Regions from separate parts of the Sus scrofa genome. Here region 1 is linked to region 2. A link is a contact called in public Hi-C data. All regions are on one chromosome and are shown on one strand. The core of a region is the stretch at or near the end of the contact, and the rest is flanking DNA. Distances in the headings are between cores, read along the strand shown. Region 1 holds the start of SCML4 (sex comb on midleg-like protein 4). Region 2 overlaps SCML4 (sex comb on midleg-like protein 4).

Evidence for each region. A called contact is a pair of places that touch in the nucleus more often than the background predicts.
Region 1: a Hi-C map of skeletal muscle shows a contact between it and region 2, with 8 times the contacts expected there. The contact joins the promoter of SCML4 here to the enhancer-like site in region 2. A contact is called at or near these places in 1 of 5 promoter capture datasets (liver), 21 of 47 Hi-C or Micro-C datasets (adipose tissue, blood, embryonic fibroblasts and 11 more) and 1 of 2 datasets of contacts at active chromatin or transcription factors (skeletal muscle).

Annotation. Positions count from the first base shown.
Region 1 is chr1:73,979,202-73,984,436 of Sscrofa11.1, reverse strand. SCML4 (sex comb on midleg-like protein 4) reads left to right here and starts at 1,803. Exons shown (of 8, transcript XM_021090762.1): 1 at 1,803-2,157; 2 at 3,934-4,055.
Region 2 is chr1:73,882,044-73,887,284 of Sscrofa11.1, reverse strand. All of the region lies in intron 5 of SCML4 (sex comb on midleg-like protein 4), which reads left to right. Among named protein-coding and RNA genes, the nearest start is that of SCML4, 98 kb to the left of the region's middle. Within about 2 kb of position 2,979, at least 26 of the 83 cell types and tissues checked have an H3K27ac peak or open chromatin away from gene starts, as enhancers often do. A contact at or near this core is called in adipose tissue, fetal liver, liver and 4 more, where this site is marked.

The DNA of each region.
Region 1 (5,235 bases), core at 554-3,053, 98 kb before region 2:
ACTGGAGACAAAGAGCATATACAACTCTTTAGAGGAATGTTGTTACAAAGAGGACCAAAGAAAGAGAGTAGCAGCTGGAAGAGAAATGAACTCAAGATTTTTTTTTTAAGAGGAAAGAAAGAACAGTACATTTTATGCAGAAGCAAATCATCTACTGGACAGGAAAAATTTAAAAGACAAGAGGGGGTCTTGCAGGAGCCAAGTTCTGCAACAGGTGAGAGGGATGGGTCTGGGCTGAGCTGGTAGGCTGTGGGATGCTGAATTAGGCAGGATTCTCCAGAGAAAGAGAACCAGCAGGGTGTACCTATAGCTCTATACATTCTATTAGTGGGCCTGTATCCATCTATCTCTATAAGTATGTATGAGAGAGAGGATTTTAAGGAATTAGCTCACACAATTGCAGAGCCTGAAAAGGTCCCAAATCTCCAGAGTTGGCTGCTGGTAGGCTTGGAGACCAGAGGAGAGTGGATGAGACTTGAGTCCAAAGGCAGTCTGCAGGCAGAATTCCCTCCTTCAGGGGAAGTCAATCTTTTTCCTTTTGAGGCCTTCAGCTGATTGGATGAGATCCACTCACATTATGGGGTGGGGGGTGGAATCTGCTTTACTCTAAGTCTGCTGGTTGAAATGTTAATCTCATTTAAAAAATAGTTTCAGAGAGTTCTCTTGCGGCATCGCATCGTGGGTTAAGAATTTGACCTTGTGACTGCAGTGGCCCAAGTTGTTGCTGTGGTGCAGTTTCCATCCCTGGCCCAGGAACTTCTGCATGCCAAAAACAACAAAACAAAACAAAACAAAACAACAACCACCAAAAAACCCAGAAAGCTTTCCCTGAAACATCCAGACCAGTGTGTGACCAAATATCAGAGTACCTTGGCCCAACCAAGTTGACACATAAAATTAACCACCCACCATGAAAACTTTGACAGATTTTGTCAGTGTTAACTTGCTTGAGTGGAGAAGGGGGGTGAGAGATAGTTGGCTGTTCAGATTGACATCTCTTTCTTTGGCTTTCACTTAGGATATCTGCATCTTGATTCTTCTGTCTGCCTAGAGAAAGTGGGCTCAGCACAGTGGGAAGGGAGAGAATGGAAACATTGTGTGAATTATGTAAAACAATCCCAAGACCTTGATCTTTTTGGTTTGAGTTTTAATATCCTCAGCAAGAGCCTGAGGGTATTAATTCTCAGTGAGGAAGATGTCTACTCGTATTTTGCTTACAGTTTGGCAAGTCTTATATTTGAAAAGATGGATTTCTTATCACACATACTCAAGGCGGTCTAAGGAGTGGGGCCAGCGGAGCATGACGCTACTCAATACCTGCAGAAGAGATGGGCAAAAATGCTCTCAGCAACAGTGGTATTATCCCTGGGGGACTTTCCACCAAGCGCTCGTTCTGCCACCAGAACTAGGTGACCAGGCAGTTTGGGGGCAATACAACTGTGAAGACCTTGAAAGAGGTGTCTTTGGTGGAAACGGTCACTTTCTTGCTCCTTGCCCCACGAAGCACTAGCTACCCCAGGACTCCTGATCCTCAGGGTAGGCGCTCTGTGCCCTGTCCGGGTTCCAGCGGGAACTGAGGGTCGTGAGCGGCGTGTCCAGCTGCGGCCGCCAGGGGGCGCGAGAAGGCCAGGCGCAGGCCGGCGGGAACCGGGACTTCCGGGGCCCCTTCCCGGAGTCGGCGCTGGCGGTTGTGGCAGGAGCTCCGCTGAGGTCCCTCAGTTACGCCACGCCTCAAGGTCGCGGGCGGGGCCCAAGCCACTCCCGACACCCTTTCCCCGACCCGGAGTCCCGATCACGTCCCTTTCGCCCACTCCCGGGTCGAGCAGCTGCTCCTCGGACCCCTGGAGGCAAAAGAGAGTCACTGCCGCTTCAGCGTTGGGTCCTGCCCGAGGGGGCGCCTCCGCCCTTCCCGGGCCCGGGCTTCCTTGACCCCAACCCACCTTGGGGGTGGACAGCTACCTGGAGTCACTGCCTCAGAGGGTTGACCCAAGTAACTTTAGGGCTCTCGCTAGAGCAAGGGGAACACACAGCCACCCCCAGGTTAAATGTAATCCTCTTTAGGACGCGCCGCCACAACTGCCCTCAGAGCTGTCAGGGGCCTTGCTTTGGGGCCAGGAACAGGGTTGCCAGATTTAGCGCACACACAAGGATGCCCAGGTAAATCTGAATTTCAGAGAGACGACAAATTGTTTTTTAGTGTTTAAGTGTGTCTTATCTATATTTGGTAGCTACTGATACTAAAATGTATATTAAATATATATTACATATTTAGGAAAATACTTATACTAAATATGTATTACATAATATAAAATATATGAATATATGAATAAATATACACATATATGTATATAATACATACATTTAGTATACTGAATGTGTGTGTGTGTGTGTGTGTGTGTGTGTGTGTGTGTGTGCATTCCTTGTTTATCTGAAACTCGAATTTGACTGAGTGTCCTGTATTTTTTCTGGCACCTCTAGCCAGGGATGAATTTCTGTGGAGGGAGGAAGGGAAAGTTTTGGGCAAATGTAAGAATGTGTGAAGGCCTCACTATAAGAGATACTCATTTCTGTTTTATCTTTTGAATGTCTTCTTATCTCTACATTTTAATTTAATTTATAGAAACCGGCTAGTTAAAAAAAATCAAATTTCTGTTTTGTTCCTGTTAAACTCAAGTGTAACCTTGTCTGCGATTTTTTTTTCCCCGCAAGCCATCAGCTCTCTTAACGGATGTTAAAAACAAGCAGTTGATCATTTAGATCATGGAATCAGCTAAAGCTGCTGCCTTTTATGTCTGTGGCACCTGTCCTTTTGAGAAGCTTAATATTTTTATATTAATGTATTTGAATGGATAAATCTGTATTTTGCTATTTTGGCAGAGAGGTTTTACTTTCTGACCCAAGACCAAGCTGAATAGGAACTGTTGGGTGGGTGAAAGAGAGAAGTCATCATACCAGTTGCACACCACCCTGAGCAAGGCCTGTGGGAGCCTCCTGGGGACCTCACTCTGGGGAACCATTTCACAGCCACTGTCCTATGGGACACACACACACACATGCACACTCACACCACTTGGCCCTTGTTGAGCTTGTTTCCCTCACTCCACTGTGGAACCCCATCCAAATAGGACTGGCTCAGATATGCTCCTCCTTGATTTTGACCTTCTTAGTCTTGGAGGAGAGGAAGCCAAGTGTATGAGCTTCCTAGGGCTGATGAAACAAAGTACCACGAATGCGGTGCCTTTAACAACAGTAGGGTGTTGTCTCAGATCTGGAGGCTAGATTTTTGAAATCAAGGTGTCAGCAGAGTTGATTCCTTCTGAGGGCTGTGAGGAGAGGATCATCCCAGGATATGTCTTTGGCTCAAACATGGTGTCTTTTCCCCATGTCTCTTGTTTTTGTCTTCCCTCTAGGCATGTCTGTCTCTGTGTTCCAATTTCTCCTTTTTATAAGGACACCAGTCATATTGGATTAAAAGTCACCCTAATGACCTCACATTACCCCGAGTCCCTTTGAAAAGACCCTATTTCAATAGGGTCATGTTCTGAGGAACCGAGAGGTTAGGATTTCAGCATATGTTTTTGCGAGGGAAACAATTTAACCCATAATGCCAAGATAACCCAATGAATGGAGGTGCAATTCATTGGTACCTGATTGGGGGGGGGTGTCCCATCAGCACCTTGGTAAACAGGGCATTGGCTGCCAGGCTGGAGCTGTGGTCAGGAAGCTCTTAGAACCCAGGAAGTGCTCAGGCTTCCTGGGAGAGCGCACTGGTCTTGTCAGCCACTTAAACTTGGTCTAAGAGGATAGCTGAGCTCCTGCCAGGAGAGACACTTTCCTCTCTACAGTGAGCCTTTCTGGGGAGGAGACGCTGACTTCAGGGAGGGATTCTTTTCTTTCCCAGGCTGGAGGCCCACTTGTCTCCTCTCACTGCAGGTAGGATGGGGACTGGGCAGAGCATCCTCCACAGATTTGTCTAACACGTGTGGCGCCTGAGATGGGGAGCTAGGAATTGGTCCAGGAGAGAAAAACAAACGCAGACATTTGGAGGATTTGAGGTAAAAATTTAATAATGTGTAATAAATGTTCGTGATAATTTGGGTCTCACAAAACCCTGCCTCCCCATACTATATCCTCTTACTTGGGTGATAAAATTCTAATGCAACTCCGTGTTCTCACGATCATGACTCTCTCTCTGTGACTCACGATCAAAATCTGAGGCTTCAAAATAATGTTTTTCCTGTTTCTTTTTTTCTTTTTCTTTTTTTTAGGGCCGCACACGTGGCATATGGAGGTTCCCAGGCTAGGGGTCCAGTAGGAGCTGTAGCCACCAGCCTATGCCACAGCCACAGCAACGTGGAATCCGAGCCCTGTCTATGACCTACACCACAGCTCACAGCAATGGCAGATCCTTAACCCACTGCGCAAGGCCAGGGATTGAACCCTCGTCCTCAAGGATGCTAGTCGGGTTTGTTAACTACTGGGCCATGATGGGGACTCCATGTTTTGCCTATTTCCTTCTGAGGGAGTGTATAGTCACTGAAGAGTTTCAAACTCAGACTTTGGCCACCTATTGTTCCAGAAGATTTTAATATTCTAATTAGTAAGAGGAAATCATGAGAACAAGTAAGAGAGTCCCAGTTCCTCCATATGTTCATGGAGACAAAGAGAATCCAGTCCATCATTCTGTAATTTTCAGAGACCTTTCCAATACCTGCTAAGTCCAGTGTGAAAACAGGCTAATAGCACATCCAGTCTCCCGCTTTTACTGGTCCCCTTGGAGTTCCTGGGCTCCAGCAATGCTAAATTGGTTGTTAGTACCATGATGTTCTGATGCATTAGGAAAGCTTTTTTGACCCCCCCAAAGCCTAATTTCAGATAGTCCTTTTTGCCAATGTGGCATCTTTTATGTCACTATGTTGGGGATATGAATTTTTAATCTCCTTAAAATATAGTATGTTGAAGGTGCAAAATTTGGCATCGAACAAGTAAGATGAAGAATTGACTTCAGGAAGGGAGTCCCCTTGCTGAGGCTGCTCTTGCCAGTTGGGGCTCTGGAGGTAGCTGTTTGGAAAAGGAATTGGGTTCTGCCCTTAAAAGTAAAGTTATTCGGCAAAGTGAAGAAGCCTTGATACAGCTGCGAGCCCAGGAGCAGCTGTGGACCTAACACCCTCCTGCACACCTTTAAGGATGCTAAAGGCTTGTGACTGCTCATTAGTACCTACAAATCATTTAAAT
Region 2 (5,241 bases), core at 1,730-4,229:
CAGGGCTCTATCTGTCCTGTCTTAGCCACATGCTGTGTGATCAAAATGGGTCTGTTTCTCAAGCCATGCATTGGAAAGTGGATCATTTGGAAGGATAACAAACTGTCAGTGTCAAGCTCAGTCCTTATGAATCTTTGCAGAAAGTTTTGATGGAAAGGTGAAAGGAAAAGTGTCCACAAGTTCTGCAGCAAATACAAAGGCCTTCCTATATTTTCAGACATGTTCAGCAGAAGCCCAGCCAGAGCTCTTACAGCATGGAATGGGAAGCATTTGCCAGGGCAGAATTCTTGGTTTTAGTTCTACCCGAGTTCATTTAGGAAAAGCTGTTTATTATATTTTCGGTGATATCATTCATTAAAGTATAATATCTGTACATATTTTAAAACATTGATCTAAAAGGGAAAAATGTAACCTGTAAGGAAATACTGGATTTTGTAGAATTTGAAATAGATTTTTACAATGTTCAGTAATTTATTGTATCCCTTTTGCATTGGAAGGCTTACACGCTCTTTTTGAGTCCTGTAAATATTGAGGAAGCATAAGAATTCAATAATTATTGGTTAAATAAATGAATGAATTAATGTTCTAATGAAGTAGTTTGGACCTCCCAAGGTATTTTAAATATGGTATAAATAGCATAATATTGAATCGTGTTGATCGATTTGACAGTATTTTAGTAGAAAGCATATCTATTAAAATGAAAAAAGAAATTAACACTCCTCTTGTCCAAGATCACAAATACAGTCATTTTGTGGATTAAAGATGCCAACACCTAAGACTTGAGGAGCAGAACGATGATAATGGTAAATCTCCAGTAGGCTTTCTACTGTTTGGGAAAGCTCCTGCTAGGAGAAAAAGAGCCCGTCAAAAAAGAGGTTGTGTGGACTCTCTCTTCCTACAAGGCTGATCTCAGGGATTTTCTGAAAGACATTCCTAGCCCTCTCCTATGCCTATCTTCAAATAAAGAAACCTACCGGAGATCTCCTGTGTTCTATGCAGCTAACTGTCCTTTATGTGACACCTCCATCCTCAATCCCTCATGAGCCCCTTTCCAACTGGCGTGATGATTCTGGGGGCACCTGTGTCAGCTGCAGAAGGCAGGCTGTCCAAAGGGGCTCCTGCCTGTGGTGGAAGAGTAACTATAGCAAATAGGTGAGCTCTCTAGGGAGATTCAAGGAGATGGTGGACAAGGTCTCTGATTTATACATCAGAACACAGAAAGCTCAAGAGTGATGGAAACAGAGGACCAAGTACATGAGATGTAGCTATTCCAAAACTTCCAGGGCCCACAGTAGCTATAATTGGATACTCTATTCTTTGGGCCGCTCCACTGGACTGATACTCTGAGCCCCTGTGGTGGGTCCTAAAGTAATACCTGAAGGTTATCAACACCAGTATCTACTGACCATACATCAGAACTAGGGTTAAAATGGCAAGCCCTGCCCAGAGCAATTGAAGCAACTTTGGATACTGGTATTCTTCTAAGATAAACTCATGACCTACTAAGGGGTAGTGTCTGGGTCTTAGACATAAGCAGCAAACCCTTTAATTTTGAAAAAAAAAATCCCATAAATGTCCTGACAGAGAATTAGATACTCTATAGCAGATATATCCTAGCTGCTCCTGAATAATTGCAACTTTCAACCTGGATATGCAGAGTCAAGAAGAATGAAACAAATCCCACTTTCCCACCTGTATCAGTTATCTATTGCTGTGTGACAAATGACCCCAAAAATGAATGGCTTAAAATAACATTTATTATCTCACAGTTTCTGTGAGTCAGAAATTCAGATGCAACTGAACTGGTTCCTCGACGCTCTGGGTCTCTCACAAGACTGCAAGCATCTCAGAGGTCAACTAGGGAAGGGTTCACTTCCTAGCTCATTCATGTGGTTGTTGGCAGAATTCTATTTCCCATGAACTCTGTTGATTCCTTGCCATGTAGACCCCCTCCCAGAGCATCTCACAACAGGGCAACCTTGGGATAGAAGCTTGGCAAAGCTGCAAAGAAAAGACCATAGAGAGGTGGTGATGGAACCTGCTCTCTCCTCTGGAGAGTGAAAGGGCATTCAGGATTCCAAACGGGACAAAATTGCTTTGGGGCAAAATTTGCACAAGAGGAAATCTGAAATCTTAGAGAACAAAGTCTCAGACAAACCAGAAACATTGGAAAGGACTAAAGAGGTTGAGGTGTTGGGCATTAAAATTATGATTGGTTTCTGCACATCTCATTAGGGAAGAAAAAAATACAAATGTACTTAAATGGACCTGAGGGGAGTCATAAGGTTGATTCTTAGGGCTGAGTCATCTGAACTTAGAGATAAGCTTGAAGAGAAAATCTATACTGGCCAGAGACCAAGTTAATGGAAAATTTAATTGAAGTGAATGACAGGCTAAGCCTCGTAGGTGGTGTGGCCTGGTGCCCTTTGAACCAGGAAGACTGGGACATGAGGCTGCAGAGAGCCCTAAGGGAAAACGTGATGAGCTTATCTGAGCAAGAACAAGGGGCGGGACTGAGCCCCAGTAAAGGAAATCTGCAAACCTCCACAAGAGCCTCAGTGAAAGGCAGCAGGAGGACAGAGAGGAAATCTGCGTGTTTCTGCCACCGAGAAGTCCCTTAGAGGTGCTCCCTGCCTCCCACAGCACTGAGCACGTGCTGGGCGCCAGCAGTGCTGGAGAGGAGCGTGTGTGAGACTGCCTGGTGGCAGAGACACAGCCACCCAAGGTAGGAAACGAAGCCCCTCCCCCCCCCACACTGTGTCAGGGCTCTGAGCAGGGGAGGGACAACTCTGCTGGAACCTGCTATGGTTTCCTGCCCCTGCTTCCTCTTTCTGCTTCTCTCCTTGCAGTTCGTTCTGGCATCCCACACCCTACTGGCTGTGCCCTTAGGGGAATAGTTATTCCACAGCTATTCCAGTGGTGGTATTATGGACTGACTGTGTTACTTCCCTTTCTAATCTGGGTTTCAGGCCTAAGGATCCATGGTGCTTTGTCTCTTTAAGTGGCAGAGCCAAGGCACTCACACACACAGAGCTCTCTGGACACTGATCCCATGGTCTGACCTTCTTGCCAGCCTAGGCAGGGTTGTGTGGCCTGCTGGCCTGGCAGACCCACTGGCAATCAATCCCAAGAGAGGCAATGGCTTTCAGCCTCAGGGAAGCTGGCAGATATGATTGTAGAAAGGGTTCATTCTGTGCAGCTGTTCCTTCAACTGGGAAGTTGTAACTGACATGGGGAAATAAAGCAGGGGTTAGAGGGTGAGTCTGTGTGTGTGTGTGTGTGTGTGTGTGTGTGTGTGTGTGTGTGTGTTTGTGTGAGAGAGAGAGATAGAGAACTATTTAGTTCTGGGAAGAACAGTGTTTGAGACTCTGGGATGCAGGGTTATTATTGCATGCAGAGGTATTATTTGATAATAATTTTGCAGATGGTGGTGTTGCAGTTTTTCAGGGCTTCATTTGATTAGAGAATCCAAGTACCATTAAATTCTTTGAGTTAAATAGTCCAGGCTTACTTGAGACTTGTGTCCTACATGAAAAGGGGCCCATACCCCCTGAACTAAGCCTTGGTCTCATCCACATGGGCCCTTCTTTCCTCTCCAGGCTACTCTTGCTGCTGTAGCACCATCTCTTCCTCTCTCTGGCTCTTGGCTTTCTCTTTCCTGTCCCTCTGCCTTTTCCTGCTTCTCTTTAGAGGTTCTCCCCATTCCAGGTGCTCAGGATACCCTCCAGATGTGCAGCAGGATAGGCTGCACTGGGAATCCCCCAGGGGTGCAGTGGGAGGGGCAGAGAGAAGTCACACACTCAGATCCTGGAGCTTTGTTCTCCAAACAAGGAGGCTTAGACATGGTTCAGATTCAGGAGCAAAAGGGTATCCTTGGAGGCTTGAGTGAGTTTGAACTCTTCCAGAGTATTCTTTGGCTTAATAGGCAGGCTTCATTCATAGGGGAAAACCATAGTCCACACACAGATTAGCCATACTGAAAAAGGCATGTCAGCCTCCTGAAATTTCCCGAGACACTAAACCCTGAAAATGCGGCAGGCATCTCTGTGCCATTTGCACCTGTGTTTTTTTTTTTTTAGCTAAGCATGCTCTTGTGATGGCACGAAAGCAGATTATTCTGGAGGAAAGATTTAATGATTTATAAGTGGCATCCTTAGTATCTTGGATAGAGGCAGAGGTTATAGAAGAGAAGTACATAAAGTGCCTCTTGTTTACCCTGTTCTGCTGAGCTGGTGTCCACAGCGCTGCAATGGCTTAAATAGAGGTTGGGTTGGATCCTCTTGTTTAAGGAGAGGTGCCAGGGTGATAAGACAGCTCATTTCAGATGAAAAGAGATTTTCTAAGAATCTAGGACAAAAGGATCAGGAACATCTTAATTTGCCAACCCTGTGGTTTGCCATGAGTCTGTGTGGGGACTTGGATTCATGCAGGGCAATCCCAGGTCTGCTGGCCCCATCTGGTGTTCACTTACCAGTTAGCTGCAGAACTGCTTGAAAAGTGTCATTCTCTCTCCAAACATAGATTTGGTCCTTTTTTTTTTTTTTTTTTCAATTTTAGATAATGGTTTAGGTAGCAACTCATGAGTCACACTTTATTAAATTCTTAAGCTGCAAGGAGTTCTGATACCTATAATTCATCTTACCTATGTGTTGGATGACTGAATGGTTTTACTAGTATAAAAAGTATGTATCCAGCAGTCATCTTTCTAACTGGAGCAAGAGGAATTGAGGTCAGATATAAGGAAGAAGGTGCAGGCAGTGAGGTTTGTGGCACAATGACATACCTGTGAGGCAACTGTAAAATCTCTTCTGGGAAAGTGTTAGATAAGAGGCTCAGTTATTTCCTTTATTTTCCTCTCCAAATACCACCGTGCCTGAAAAGAAGATTTAGGGCAAGCTCAAGGCATTCCTATGTCAATTTACCACCTTCATAATTCTTGTTATGTCTGAGTAAAACCTATAGAAGTGTTTACTCAAGATATTCCTTTAAATGGATGTTTCTTTTAACCTTAGCCTTTAGTCTTCTTAAGCAGTGATACCTTATCAGTGAAATCATAGTTTGATGGGCTAATTATATTTTATTGCTGTATGCTAAAACATATGGCAATAAAAAAATAACGTTCACTTGTTTTTGTGTCTGCCAAAAAGATATATATTCAAGTCCTACCTGCCAGTACCTGCGAAAGGGACCTTCTTTGAAAATAGGGTCTTTGCAGAGGTAATCATGAGGTCACACTGGATT